2 separate regions of the Mus musculus genome follow, and region 1 is linked to region 2. A link is a contact called in public Hi-C data. All regions are on one chromosome and are shown on one strand. Each heading gives the region's core, a stretch centred on a gene start, on an enhancer-like site or on the middle of the called end of the contact. The rest is flanking DNA. Distances are from core to core; before and after follow the strand shown.

Region 1 (7,358 bases), core at 169-2,668, 130 kb before region 2:
AACATTCCTGCCACTGAGCTACATATATTCTCAGCCATGTTTGTTTATTATTACATGTGACTCAGTAATTTGGTTCTATAAACTATTAATAGATATTCACCTGCCATTTGAAAATACTGATCTGTTTTATCACATTTGTTCTGTTCTAATTATCAATATAATCCTGAGGATTAAACTGTAATTACTCTAATTATATATCCCTCCTTCTTCACAGAAGAGAAGTTTGTATTTGTTAATCTCTTCTTTCCTTGCAGTGATTTCACAGATATTCACTCTCATGAAGAAACTAGGTTCAGTTGTTCGCTGTTCTCCCTGCGCTGACAGGCAATCAAAAACCCTCTGGTCTGAATACGTCTGTAGGATGTAAATAAGAAAAAAAAAATCACAGTCTTTTAATTGTTTTCAGTTCCTGGAAGAGGATTTCGGTTTGGTTAGGACTATTTGTGGTAATCCTTTGGATTCAAAATTAGTATTTCATTAACCAAATTTGTTCGTTTAAAAACTTGTATTTTTCTTCCACCTTTACTACACACCCATTAACAATTATGCAGGAATGCATCTGCCCTAGGGAAAACTGTATCTTTATTCTGATGAAAACTCACTAAGAGTCAAAGAAAATTCCAATTGTTCTTAGCAATACTGTAGCACAGCATTCAAGGGATGTAGTACCAAGGTGTGAAACAGTGTTACTCATTTTAGCCTTGAGAGCATTGTAATAGAATTCTAAAATACAATAGTTGAAAGTAATTTTTCTGTCTATTGATAAAGATATACTTGTAAAGAATAAATAGCTATTGTATAAATATTAAGTGATTATCATTTGTGAAGGACGATATCTTTAAAAGTATTTTTTCCCTAGATAAAAATCCCTGATCCACCAGGGTTTCTCTCTTCATGGTGTTTGAAGACATCATTAGGGCTTTTATGTTCCCCTTGGCACTCTTGCACACATAACTTTACAGGAAGTAACTATTGAAGGGAATGTTTCATGTGCCATCAAACTTATTTCTGTTAAAGATGTTGATAGGAAATGAATTTGAACTTTCCTTTCCTTAGATGCATATAGTATTAAAATTTTTGGTTTGCATGGACCTAAGGCAGAGCCTCAATAACGGTAGCTATAAAATGCTCATCTGTATTACTAATTGTATCTTCCTTAAATTCACACACACACACACACACACACACACACACACACACACACACACACTTATGTGTATATGTATATGTACACACACTCCTGGTATGTCACAATGTGACCTTATTTGGAAGTAAGTTCCTTACAGATATGTTTATTTAAGACGAGTAATATGAGAATAAGGTGCCATGTGAAGAGACAGACACGCACAGAGGATAAGCAGTGTGAAGATGCAGGGGGAAGAGAAACAGCATCACCATGCCAAGGAATGACTAAGGCCACTGGAAGCTGGGAGAGAGGAATGTAACAGACTGTGTCTCAGAGTCCTGGGCGGGGGTTTGGGGTGGGGGAAACAACCTTGCCAACCTCTTCACCACAGATGGAACTCCAGATCTGCAGGACAATGGGTTTCTGTGGCTGAAACTGTGTACCTCTGTTATGGCACTTCAGCAAATGATATCATTGGGAAGGCCAGTGAGAAAGAAATGTACTCTGAAAACAGAGTGTCCAAGCAGAGTGTCCATAGGAGAACAGGAGGTATGGAGTGATGGCAGATAGATCTTAATGTCTTTAAACAGATTTATTTATTTATTTATTTATTTATTTATTTATTTATTTTACTAGAAAATGTCAGTTGGAGACCTTTTTGAGCCTCCAGTTTTTTTTTTTTTTTCTGGACTAAAGTCGCACTGATTTTCACACAGGAGCTCTAGTGCAGTTCTCTCCATTCTGCTGAGTGTGCTTTCTAGCTTCTGTGCACACTCTCAGCAATAACACACATTGAGTTCCTATGGTGTGTCAGACAGTGTGCTGAGAAACACGAATGGGTTCAGCTTTCTGAGGGTGCCTGGGCCAGAGGTTAAGTCATGTGACCTGGCTTCAAGAGAGTGGAAACAGGGAACTGAGGCACCTCTCAGGAGGAACACAAAAGCTGATATTAGTCAGTGGTGGAAAGCTTCCCAGAGGAACTGGCTGAGCATTGTTGAGAAAGAAGAAAGAATGGAGATGAGAAGTAGGCATGGGGTTACAAGAATAATTTATTAAAAATAAGAACATATATAGCAACGACTAGAGTTAATGTAAGTTATCCAGTCTACTAAGGAAGGGGCTTATTATCATCATTTTTCATTCAAAATTACTGAATGGTATCTACTTATGGCATGTGATGTAGTAATTTAATATGACACGCTCATAGACTATATCTTTAAATAAAGCAAAACTTCCATTTTTAAAATACTTATTAGTATTTTGTACTGGGAATATTTTAATTCCTTTCCTATTCTTCTAAATCCAATGTAACATGAAGAAAAGCATCCGTAATGCAGCTAAGAATAGGGTGGAGAGAGCCGACTAGAAAATTTTCTGTAAGGAAGGAGATGATTGTGGCTTTGATTCCTGTGGTTTAATTGTGGCAGAAGTCAAAGGGAGGAGTTGAGAAATAATTCAAGGGTAACAACAAAAGCCAGTGACTGGCTACATACAAGGAAGGGGGTAGAGAGGTGGCTTCTGGGGCTTGCTTTCAGGGTTATAGAATGGGCTGAGTGTTGGGGTCATTTACTAAGCAGGCCATGCAGGAAGTAAACCAAGACTGGAATGGCAATGCATGTGGTGACTAAAACACATGAGGGGTCCATGAGACATCAAAGGATCAGCATCTCTCAGCCTTTTCCCCGTCTCTATATTTTACCATCCATCAGCATTGTCCTCCCTGCCCCATTTACTTCAATAAAAAAAAAGTGTGCGTACTTCAGGACTATTGTTTTATCCTTGTATCACTGAGCTTAGGAGTTCTTCTTGGGATTATCCATACATTCATTTGTCTCAAACAGGATTAATTTCTCTAAATTCAACACGTGCTTAAAGCCATGGAAAAGACTGTTTTTAATGGCCACAAGAGCCCAGATCAGAACACAGCTTACACAGGCTCAAGGCCAGGTTCAGATCTTTTCTCTCATGGTAGCTCAAGTCTTCTAGGATGTCTCTGATGGTGCAGATGAGAAGATTCACAGCCACCACTGCGACTCCTCAGATGCTCTCCTGTACTCTTTTCCTTCCTGTTGAGAAAATGTTTCCTTGAGAACAACATAATGGATCTCTAAATAGGGTTTGCCTGTAGTCAGTGATAGATTGAGAGACCAGCAGAGTTCATTTGGGACAAAGGACTTAATGACAAATGGTCCTGAACCAATTGAATGCTGACATCCTCCATTTGGTAGCAGCCCTCAGTGGAAGATGTTTCCTGGTCCTTAAGTGGATGTGTAATGATAAAAGCCAGGGCCCTGTGTGACCATGGACTGAGTTCAGTCCTGACCAGCTGTGTGATTCCAGACAGGTGCTTTAATCTCATTTTCTTTTTTCATTTAATTGGCTGATGGAAGCACCCAATCTACAGAAATGGTGAAGATTCAAGAACATGTGTGTGAATTCATGTGCTGCAGTATCTAACACACAGTAAGCATTTAACAGATATTAATTTCTCTTTCCTGGATGACTGTTTTAGGATGGATTACCATGCTAGCTGGTGGTAGTGGTGGGCACAACAGAAGTGTAAATGCCCATACCTTAATATGTAGGGAGGGCCCTACATATTCCCTTTAATAAAAAAATCTCCCATTTTCCAGGACATGCTAACAGTCAGAGCATTCTCAGGTCACACAGAAGGTTTGTTGTGCTTTAATGTACCTTGACTGCAATTGATTATTTGCTCTGGGTATTGCTCATCCCAAGACAAGGCAAGTAAAAAGGTGCCAACAACCTTCGGGTGACTTTGAGACAATGATAGGCAATCCCTTCCAAGCACTGCCTACTTGTGCCTCTTGCCATTAAAGCTGAATATCATAATACCAGGATGAACAACTGAGCTAAAATCACCAAGATTGCTTCTATAGCACTTTAGAACCAGTTGTTTTTCTTCCATGATGTGATGGAAATCTGTTTTCTGTTGTTCTTTTCATTGCCATTTTCAATCCCTTTCTCCTGAGAGATTTAATTGTAGCTATAATATGGGCTCTAAGCCAGAGGAAAATTTGATTAACTATTGCAACAGTAAAGGTTTTGACTTTCTTCCTCCTATTAAACTTTTACCTTCAGGTCAGTACCTTTATGTAAAGTCTCTATTCTCAGAGGATATAGTTTTTGAAGAATTATTTTCAATATCTCATAAAAATCAAACTTTCCCTCTCAGTTCTCTTGGGATCATCTCAAAACCCTCTCAGATGTCCAAAGGTAAATATATTGCACGGTGTCATTGAGGATCCTGCTATAGTTTCACATGGAGAAGGATCTTTAGACTTTGTGAAGATGAGTAGGGAGAAGATGGAGAAAGTATCCCATGAAATGATTATGCTGTTTGAACATGAGAGGGTAGGAACCTAGGAGTGTGGGGACTTGAATATAGATAATCGTTCCTAGAAATGGATGCTAGAGGCTTCACAGAGGACCAGACAGAAGTAACCAATGTCTGTATGAAAGAAGAGACCCTTAACATTGCAAGAGAGATACTGAGGTTTCTGAAAAATCTGTGCCCTCAAATTTATTTGTGCAGTAAAAAATTAAAATGCAAGGTTTTGGAGTCCTATACTCCCTTATTCCTCATGAAGAACATGAAGACCAAGCTGCACATCTGTTACAAATGTGTAGGGGGTCTAGATCCAGGCCCTGCAAGCTCTTTGGTTGGTGGTTCAGTCTCTGTGAGCCCCCAGGGGCCCAGGTTAGTTGACTCTGTATATTTTCTTTCTCTAAGTGCTAAGCTAGCCAGACTTGCTGTGACTACTATCAGGAGCCATTTAGGAGAGGATAAGGCTAGCAGTAGCAGGTGAAATTCCTGGAGATGGCCCACATTTTGCTCTGTTTTGTTTTATTTTGATTTGTTTTCATGGTCTGCGATGGATGAGCTCTGAGAGGCAAGGACCCAAGAGACTTCATCTCAGGATTGTTTCTTGCAGCTGATATGCCTTTCCTGTCAATATTATTACATAGTCTAAGGATTTCTGGACATTAGTCCACCCTATTGGGAATATTTCCTGCAGATCAACATAAAAATGAACTTTCATGAATTAATACTGTTTAGAAGAATTAATGGTTTTTATAGAAATCCTGATTTGATTCATATAATTTTAGAAAGAAAGTTTTAAGAGATGGTTTTAGTTGTTTTGCTAGAAAGATATAATAATGTTAGAATCAAGAATAGAATGTACACATTCTATTCCTGGGACAAATTTGTGATCATGGAAAAGCATTCATTCTATGTCAGTTCCAAGGATGAAACCACAGTGTGCAGTATGATAAAGGGACGCCATGTAAAACTGTTGCTTTGAACTTATAATGAGCTTACAGAATGAAGCACTGCTTTGTACTTAATATCAACATCCTTCTGTAACTCCTCTTTTGTGTAACATTTTATCTATGAGGTAATTTTTGCCTATAAAAAAGACAGAAAACAAAAGTGGTGGCTTGGGGGGTTTGGCCCCACCCATCCATTCATCCATCCATCTATGCATCAATGCATTCATACATCCAAATGTATGTCTGTGTTATTTGGGGCTCAGTTCCATTCACCAAATGTATATATGTGTGTATGTCTGTTTGTCTATATGTACGTGTGTACGTGTATATATATGTAAGCATTCAGAAATATTTGTGAAGTTGATTGAGACAGGGTGGGTGAACCCTACCAGAACGTACATGCATATGAATGTCTAGGTGTCTGTGTACATTGTCTGTGTGAATGAAAAATTAATGAGTTCAAGCAAGAACCAGAGAGAAGGGAGCCCTACCAATTAAGCCTCTTTTTCTTCTTAAGTCCCCTGCTGCTAACAGAATTTATTACCAGAAGCCAACACCTTTGGCCTTAGAATAACAAAGAGTTTTAGACAAAAGAAGAATTGCCAAAGATAAATAAACTTCCATCTTGTTGCTGACTCCACACACTATCACTTCCTTTCCTCAGGGCTCTTTCATGCTGGGCAGGCTCCTGGCATACTTCCTGCTTCACTCAATGGAGGATAGTGACACAGACAGGCCAATTCTCACAAACATACCCTGGGGCAATCTGTCTGAGGGATAAAGGAGGGAAGAACTTTGGGATTTCTTAGGAATAGGAGAGAAATGTTGTTCTCAGCATTTAGATCTGTTTCGAAGGTATATTCTTCCTATGTCCATGTTTTTATGTCGACTTGATACAGGCTGTGGTCATCTGGGTAGAAGTAATATTAATTGAGAAAAACGAGTCATAGGAATGGTCTGAGGGCAGGTTTGAAGGGCATTTTCTTGATTGATAATTGATTTGGGAGGGCCCAGCTCACTGTGGGTGGTGCCACCCCTGGCAGGTGGTTGTAGATGGTATAAGAAAGCAGGCTGAACAAACCATGAAGGAGCCAACATGTAAGCAAAGCTCTTCCATGACTTCTGCTGCAGCTACTGTCTTTAGGTTCCTGCCCTGTTTGAGTTCCTGGTCTGACTTCCCTCAGTGACTATTCTATGGAAATGTAAGCTGAAATATGGCTTTTCCTCCCCTAGATGGTCACAGTGTTTTATAACAGCAACTGAAACCCTGAGTAAGAGTAAGACAGCAAAGAACATTTGTGAGGAACCGAAAACCTGTTTCCCCTTAATCTATTCACAGTTTACATTTAGGCTCCAGATTTACAAAAACAAAAAAACAAAAAAACTTTATTTGTGTGTATGTATCTGTGTCTGAGCACACTTACACACATGTTATTATGTTGTTAATAATAATAATAATAATAATAATAATAATAATAATAATAATAGGCATGCTTTAGTCAATGACTGTCATGATTTTCACTCATAATCTCATACGATGGTATGGAGAGACAACCGAGTGTTTTGTTTTATAGAGGAGAAGATTTTGAAGACCTAAGAGCATAAATCCTTTGGGCAACATCATAGAGCTTGTGATAACCAGAGAGGTAGATTGGGGCCACAGACCTTGCTCATGGTGTGCAACCATTTAATTTATTGTTTTCTCATACCATACATCTTGACTCCAACCTCCCTCTCACTTCTCTCCTACTAGCTCCTCTCCTCCACACTGTTTCCCCCAAATCTGCTTCTCCTTCATTTCCTTTCAAAACAAAACAAAAACAACAGGCTTTCCAGTGATATTAACCAAACACAGCATAACAAGATACAGTAAGACTAGACACAAACCCTCATATCAAGGCTGAACTATGCAACTCAGTAGGAGGAAAAGGGTCCT
Region 2 (7,131 bases), core at 3,206-5,705:
ATCTAGATAGACCAATAATAATAGGGTAAGAATCATATCTCTGAAGAAAAAAAGAGAGTAACACTGAAAAAAAAAGACAAAACGCTAGAAATTAGTGCCATTGTGAAAAACAGTTCACTTAACATAATAAATGATATTCTCAAAGTGAAAGACAGAATAACTAAATGGATTTTTAAAATGTCATTTGTGTGTCACTTTGAAGAACTTCACTTCATTTCTAAACATGCAAGGTTGAAAATAAAGTTTGGAAGACCAAGTCCATGCAAATGAAATCCAAAGGAAGACAGAAGGAGCAATAGTTATGTCAGATACATTAGACATTAAGCCAGAAGTCCAAGAAAGAAGTAAGAAAGAGCATAATGATAGAGACAGAAAATAACAATTTTAGGTATGTATGTTGTTGGGGATTTGGTTTGTGCTTATGTGGGAATCTGCTGCAGGTCCCTGCCAACAGCTGGTTTTTTGACTGGTCAGTAAAGAGTCAGTGGCCAATGATTGCTCAGGAGGTTAGAGGCAGGAGTTTTCAGATTATGGGGCAAGACAGGAAGAGGGATTCCACCATGAGGAGGGTGTAGGAGACCTTGCAGGAAAAGATATTGGAGGAAGAGCCAGTCAACGTAGGAGTCAGTGAAAGGGGCTCCAGGGACCACTCCCCTGACTGAGTCTGGAGTAGCAGAGATGAAATATAGGTTTAGAAAGTATTAGCTAGCTAAGGCATAATAAAATATAAAGGCACCGTGTGTGTCTTTTATTTGTGAATCCAGAGCTCACCACACCCAGCCGGGAGCACAGAGTGATTTAATAGTTTACTGGTACAGTATGCATCCAATCCAGAAAGCCAAAAATAAATAAAGCAAATATTAATTGGAATAAAAGAGGCAGGCTGTAATACAGTGGTAGGGGACTTTTATTGAAAGTGAATGTCTTTCAAATAATATATTCTGATCATGGCTCCTTTTCCCAACTCCTCCCAGATCCTTCCACCTCCCCAGTCAACCAATATCACATCTTCTTTCTCTCTCTCTTTAGGAAAAAAACAGACAATCAAACCAATCAAAGTGAAAAGCAAACAAAAGCAAAGAAAAAACACAACACACACACAGCATAAAAACACAAAATTAGAAACCATAATATGGAAGCAAAAGAACAGTACACTCACACACACACACACACACACACACACACACAAAATGCCCAAACAGGCTATAGGAGACAAAAGGTGTCCAGGGATTATGGCACCCTACTTTCAGAATAGATGGATCTTCCAGATAGAAAATAAAAAAAAAAAAAGAAACACAGGTATTAAATGGTTATTCTAGACCTGAAAAAAACTAATATACATCTATAGAAAATTCCATTCAACAGCTGAAAAATTAAAGTAGAGAAAAAATTTCCAAATTTGCTCTATAAGCCCAATTGTGGTATCCTGATATAAAAACAAAACAAAACAAAATAAAACAACAAAACAAAACAAAAAAGGGACACAATTGAATGCAAATGAGGGTATGACTGCTCCAAACTGTGGTTGAAGAGAAGGCTTTTATTGTAGGAGCAAGAGAATAACCAGAGGCATCTGGAAGGGTGCAGACTGAACTTGGCCATGAGAGGTGTGCTCCTGTGAAGGAGGGGGACTTGTGAGGGAGGAAGAAGAGAGAGAGGGAGAGGGGGAGAGGGAGGGGGAAAGAGGAAGAGGAGTAGGAAGGCAGGGAGGATATGGGGGAAGTTGGGGGAGGGGAAACTGTGATCAGAATATATTTTATGAAAAATTATTTTCAAATAAAAAAGATGTGTACATTTAGTACTTTTATTTTAAAATAGCAATGGGAGGGGGTGCTAGACATGGCAATCAAACAACAGAAAAAGAAAGTTCACTCAAATTCAAAACAAGGATGTTACTTTTCTTTGTATGTACATTGGATAATTAAAAAAAAAACCCAAATACTGCTAAAATTATTTGAACTAATATTTTCATTCTGAAAAATTGCAAGATATAAAATCAACACATAAAATGTCAGTAGTATCATTGAATGGCAGACAGGAATCAAGGAAGCAACCATATTTACAGTAGCTACAACAATTACGTGAGAATGAATTCAAGCAAAGATATAGTAAAACATTACAAAACATTAATGCAAGATACAAAGCAAAGATAACCCATGGCTGTGGATCGGAAAAATCTGTGTTGTCAAAGTAGCCACACTGAGTTGTTTTTTAAAAAGACAAATTGTGAATTCATGAAATCGGGAGGTTGAAGTTTGATGCTTAGGGAGAAACTGGGGTGGGGGGGAGGAAGTAGGGGTTAAATTTGAGCAAAATTCATTATGTGTATGTATGGGATTCCCAATAAAAATGCAGAAAGAAGTTTACACTACTCAAAGCAAGTTTCCGATTCTACATAACTCCTATCAAAATATCAAGGGAATTCTCTGCAAAACTACAAACAAAAATATTGATAAGACAACCCCCTCCTTGAATATTCAATATTGATCAATAAGAACAAAACAAACTATCTTGAATCAAAATGTAATAAGCTGGAGTGAACAAACCAGCATAAAAACAGACAGACATACAGACATGCAGACTGCTGGCAACCTGGTGGTAAACTCATCCACAACCAACTGGATTTTGACAAAAGTAGTAAAGATATAGATTGGAAATAGACAATCTATTCAAAAAACAGTGAGAGATGGAAATCAACCCAAAACCAAGTGAAACTAGACAGCTATCTCACTTTTGGCAGTTACAGAAACCGATTTGAAGTGGGTGAAAAGCAGAAAAACAAGGCCAGAAACTATAACTGACAAGAAGAAAACGTAGAAGGAACACTTCAGAACATTGGCCAAGGATTTGCTTTTCAGTTGTTAAGACCCAGAAACTGAGCTGGAGCTAAGGCTCAGTAGGTAAAGAAGGCACAATGATCTATACTGAACAGCCTGATATGGTGGTACACTTGTGTAATCCTACCACAAGAGGCTTAGCCAGGCTAGCCTAAAGCCAAGGTCTGGAACCCACTGAGAGACCCTACTCAGAAAAGTAAAGTGGAAAGGGATTGAGGAAGACAGCCCCCTCTCTGTCTCTCTGTCCCTCCATCTCTCCATCTCTCTCTCTCCTCACTCCCCTCCCCCAAAATCTCCAAGCTAAAAGGAACTCAAGCAAATATAGACAAATGGGAAGACATTAAGTCCTCACACAGAAAAGGAAGCGAGTACCACAGGACTGTATTCATATTTGAAATCCAAAAACGTTGACTATATAGCAGTCCTTGAATATGCTTAATTTGCATGTGTTAATGGAGGTGGCCATTAGCTCTCACAATCATTGTCTTGTTGACAATTTTTTTTTGTTGTTGTTGGGCCAGGCTATGACACATCCATACTGAAACTCAAAGTGCTGTAGGCTGAGAAATAACTGGATCTATCGTAGTACACTGAGGGAAAAAAACCAAAAACCAAAAACCAAAAAACAAAAAACAAAAACAGAACCCCAAGGTCTTGTATGAGTCATTTTTAGTGAAAGCAAAAATAATAAGACATTGAAAAAAAATCTCTACTTTGGTGATGAAAGCATTGTTGGCATTTCTTCTAGGCTCTGTTCAACAGTTACCTGGCAACACCAGGTAGGCCTGGCTTGCTATAAACAGGGCTGTTTGTCTTCTCCTCCCCTCTCTCTGCCCCTTTTATCTCTCTGACTCTCTGACCATCTTCACTCTCCCTAACCCCTTTCTCCCCCTCTAACCTTCCCCCTATCCCCTTCATGTTCCACCAGCCTCTTCTCTCTTTGTCTCTCTCTGTCCCCTTCTCTTTCTCTGCCTCTACTCCCTTCTCAACTCCCCTTCCCATGTTCCCAAATAAAATCTGTCTATACTAGACCCACCATATGGCTGGTATCTCGAGTGGGAGGGGAATGTCTCAGCACGGGCCTTCTGAGGTACCTGCTCCCACCACGCCAATCCGAGGTCTACAAAACATATTCTTGGCTTTTTTTTTTTAAATAAAACACACCACACACAACATTTTTATTTTTAAAATACCATTGTTTGATTTATTTGTGAACAATAGAAACCCTAATTTTCAGCCCCATGCTGCATCTGATTTCTAGGCCTTGCCTCCAGTTCCTTCCTGAATATTCTAAATGGCTGAGCTATGCTTCCTGTGCCTGATTTTTGGTGCTTTCCAAAGATGTGTGATTACTTCAGGTTGTTGTAGTAACACACTCCACCCAGCCAAGTCAACCTTCTCTGGCATCTTCTCATACTAATGAGAACAAACAGGGAGAAGGTCTCCCGCTCTTACAGACACACATCCCCACTGAAGAAGGCTAGGCAGAAGCAGGGCCCTTGGGAGGTCAGAGATGAAGCTGTAAATGTTTCTATGTCTTGGTGCTTAGGGATCTGGAGGCACAACAAACTGCAGTCTTCTAAGGTTACCATAGGAAATGCGTTCCCACAGACTCACTTCCCACTTTCCCAGGGTGAGTCACGCCCTGGTTTCGTTTACTCAAGCAGATAACAACTTAAGTCAATGAAACATGGGCTTTTAAAAAAAATCACTGATAACGTCATATTATGTATTTAAAATTTAGTTATCCATTTAAGCTCACCCCTGAGAGAAGAAGTTAGTCGTGAGTTTCAGGAAAAAAAAAAGTTACTGTTCACACACACACACACACACACACACACACACACACACACACACCACAATCACATTCATACTCAAAACAATGCCTTAATATCAGGTGGGATTCTAGAATTCAGTAGAAAACAAAACTTGGGGGAAATTAAACTACATTCCTACATTCCAAGAACCTAAGGAGGAGATTGGATTCTTAGGAAAATAAAAGTCAGCCAGGGTTCTTACCCAAACCAGGGAGTAGATGCCGGACATACTTAACAGCCAGAGTTCTCCAGTTTCCTTGCCCTGCCCTCCCCTTTTCTTCTCCCCTTTGCGTTCATCTCTATTCTTCATCTCTGTCACATTCTCTAGCCTCTCCCCCTTAACATGTGTATATGCTCTGGCATCTTCTCCTACTAACAGGGAGAAGGCCTCCCGCTCTTACAGATCTTGTCTGCCAGCAACTTCCCTACTATTTGACCCAAGAAGCTCCAGTCTCCAGGGTCACACTCCCTCCTGCTAGTATCTGTGAATTCCCTTTCTTTATCGATAAGGTTTTGTTCTGGAACTCAGGCTGGCCTCCAATTGGTGATCCTCCTGCCTAGTGGTGTGATTCCAGGTAGGCGCCTTCAGTCCTTGCTCCTCCCCTTTTATCTTCCACGATTCTTAGATGATTCTTTATACATCAAAGTATAACCTTATTCCTTCCCAATTCCTGAAATGCTCCTATGGGCCTTCTAGAAGTCAGGAGCATAGAAAATAGCTCTCCATAGCATCAGCTTCTTGAATTCCTATGCAAATCACCTGCAGACTCCTCTCCTGGTCCCTTCCCTACATTTCTCTTCCAGTACAGGTGGCAGAGCTCCACTGTGGCCTGGGTGCCAAAGAGGCCGAATGGAGAGAAATCACTGGTGTGACCAAAGTGTGTCAGAAGAGGCAAAGCTGGGCTTCTCCACTCTGCCTTCCAGTTGTGGCCAACAGCAGTGGCTGTGTGTTTTCTTTAGTTCTACCACCGTCTAGTTTTACTTTATCTATCTATCTATCTATCTATCTATCTATCTATCTATCTATCTATCTATCTATCTATCTATCTATTTATTTAAATTTTGGCCTCAACTTGGATCTAGTTTCTTCCAGATAGCTCATGTCCTACATTCTAATATTATTACCTCCCAGTGCAAACTTCCTAGCCAAATCAGGGACTGTGTCCTTTGATTCCTAAGGTCTTTGTTTCTTTACTAGTTCCTTTCAAAGTTATTTTATTTTATGTCTTCCTGTTTTCCTGATTGTAAGAAGGTTCACCACATGTGTGCAGTACCCACAGAGGCCAGAAGAGGGTGATAGATCCCCTGGAACTGTAGTTACAGATGGTTGAATGCTGCCACATGGGTGCAGAAAACAGAACCCAGGTTCTGTGTGAAAGCAGCCTGTACTCATTTTTTTTAAAAGACATTTCTTTCTTTTTTTTTTTATTAGATATTTTCATTATTTCCATATCAAATGTTATCCCCTTTCCTAGTTTCCTTTCTGAAAATCCCCTATCCCCTCCCCCACTCCCCCTGCTCCCCAACCCACCCACTCCCATTCCTGGCCCTGGCCCTGGCATTCCTCTATACTGGCAGCCAGTACTCTTAACCACTGAGTTCTTTAGCACCTATAGCTCCCTCTTTAAGTAAAACGAGCTACCTTCCAGGTTCACATCTCTTGAGCTGACCTTGAATGCTTGTTACTTTTTTTTAAGGTGCACAGTAACAAAGTTTATTTAAGACCGATTTGAAGACTTGGAAAAGAGGACACGTTAGTTTTAACTTCCTGTCCTGACCCAAACCAATGTCTGCCCTGAGGATTCTATCCCCTCCAGGGCTCTGTCCATCGGCCAAGGTTCATTTAGCTGTCAAAGCACTGGTACCCATGGGTCTAGAGGCAGTTTAGGGGGTCCCATTGCTCTCCCACACTCCCTCACTCCCTCAAACCATAAGTATCACACAGACTGTATTCTCCACTTCCCATCACTACTGCCCTTTGAATTATTAGTTCATGAGTGAATTTTAGTTGCCAGCTCCTCATTAGTTTCCCTTTTACTATTCTTTTCTTATTTTTGCTAATTTCAACATACATGTAAGTAAGGTCTCTAACTGCCCACTTTCTGTTCTGAATTTTCTCTCCGCTTTCTAACTGCCCTTTAATCCACCATCATCATTACTTGTCTTGGTAACGTACAAGGCCCTTTATTTCTAATAACTACAATTCAGTGTCTCAACTTTTGTGTCCTATCTTCTGATCACTAATCATAAGGTCTTATTTCTGGTCTTCTCTTTTTAGTATCTGAATTTCATCTATGCCCTATTTTAGCACAATCTGTTTATGATTTGTTTTCTGTCTGTTGGGACTGATTTTGTTTGTTTCTTTGATTACTTATTTTTTTAAGTCATGATGTCCTTCTTTCTGTCAATTATTGCTCACTTCTGTGCATACGTCCTCAAATACCTCAAGCCCCTATCTTGCTTTATTGTATTCAATG

The links. A called contact is a pair of places that touch in the nucleus more often than the background predicts.
Region 1: a Hi-C map of the C2C12 cell line shows a contact between it and region 2, with 4 times the contacts expected there. The contact joins two enhancer-like sites. A contact is called at or near these places in 4 of 484 Hi-C or Micro-C datasets (the C2C12 cell line, cortical neurons, embryonic fibroblasts and 1 more).

What each region holds. Positions count from the first base shown.
Region 1 is chr16:55,626,476-55,633,833 of GRCm38.p6, reverse strand. No RefSeq gene overlaps it. Among named protein-coding and RNA genes, the nearest start is that of Gm23003, 35 kb to the right of the region's middle. Within about 2 kb of position 1,418, at least 51 of the 459 cell types and tissues checked have an H3K27ac peak or open chromatin away from gene starts, as enhancers often do. A contact at or near this core is called in the C2C12 cell line and embryonic fibroblasts, where this site is marked.
Region 2 is chr16:55,502,290-55,509,420 of GRCm38.p6, reverse strand. All of the region lies in intron 1 of Gm45968 (a long non-coding RNA gene), which reads left to right. Among named protein-coding and RNA genes, the nearest start is that of Mir5118, 11 kb to the right of the region's middle. Within about 2 kb of position 4,455, at least 55 of the 459 cell types and tissues checked have an H3K27ac peak or open chromatin away from gene starts, as enhancers often do. A contact at or near this core is called in the C2C12 cell line and embryonic fibroblasts, where this site is marked.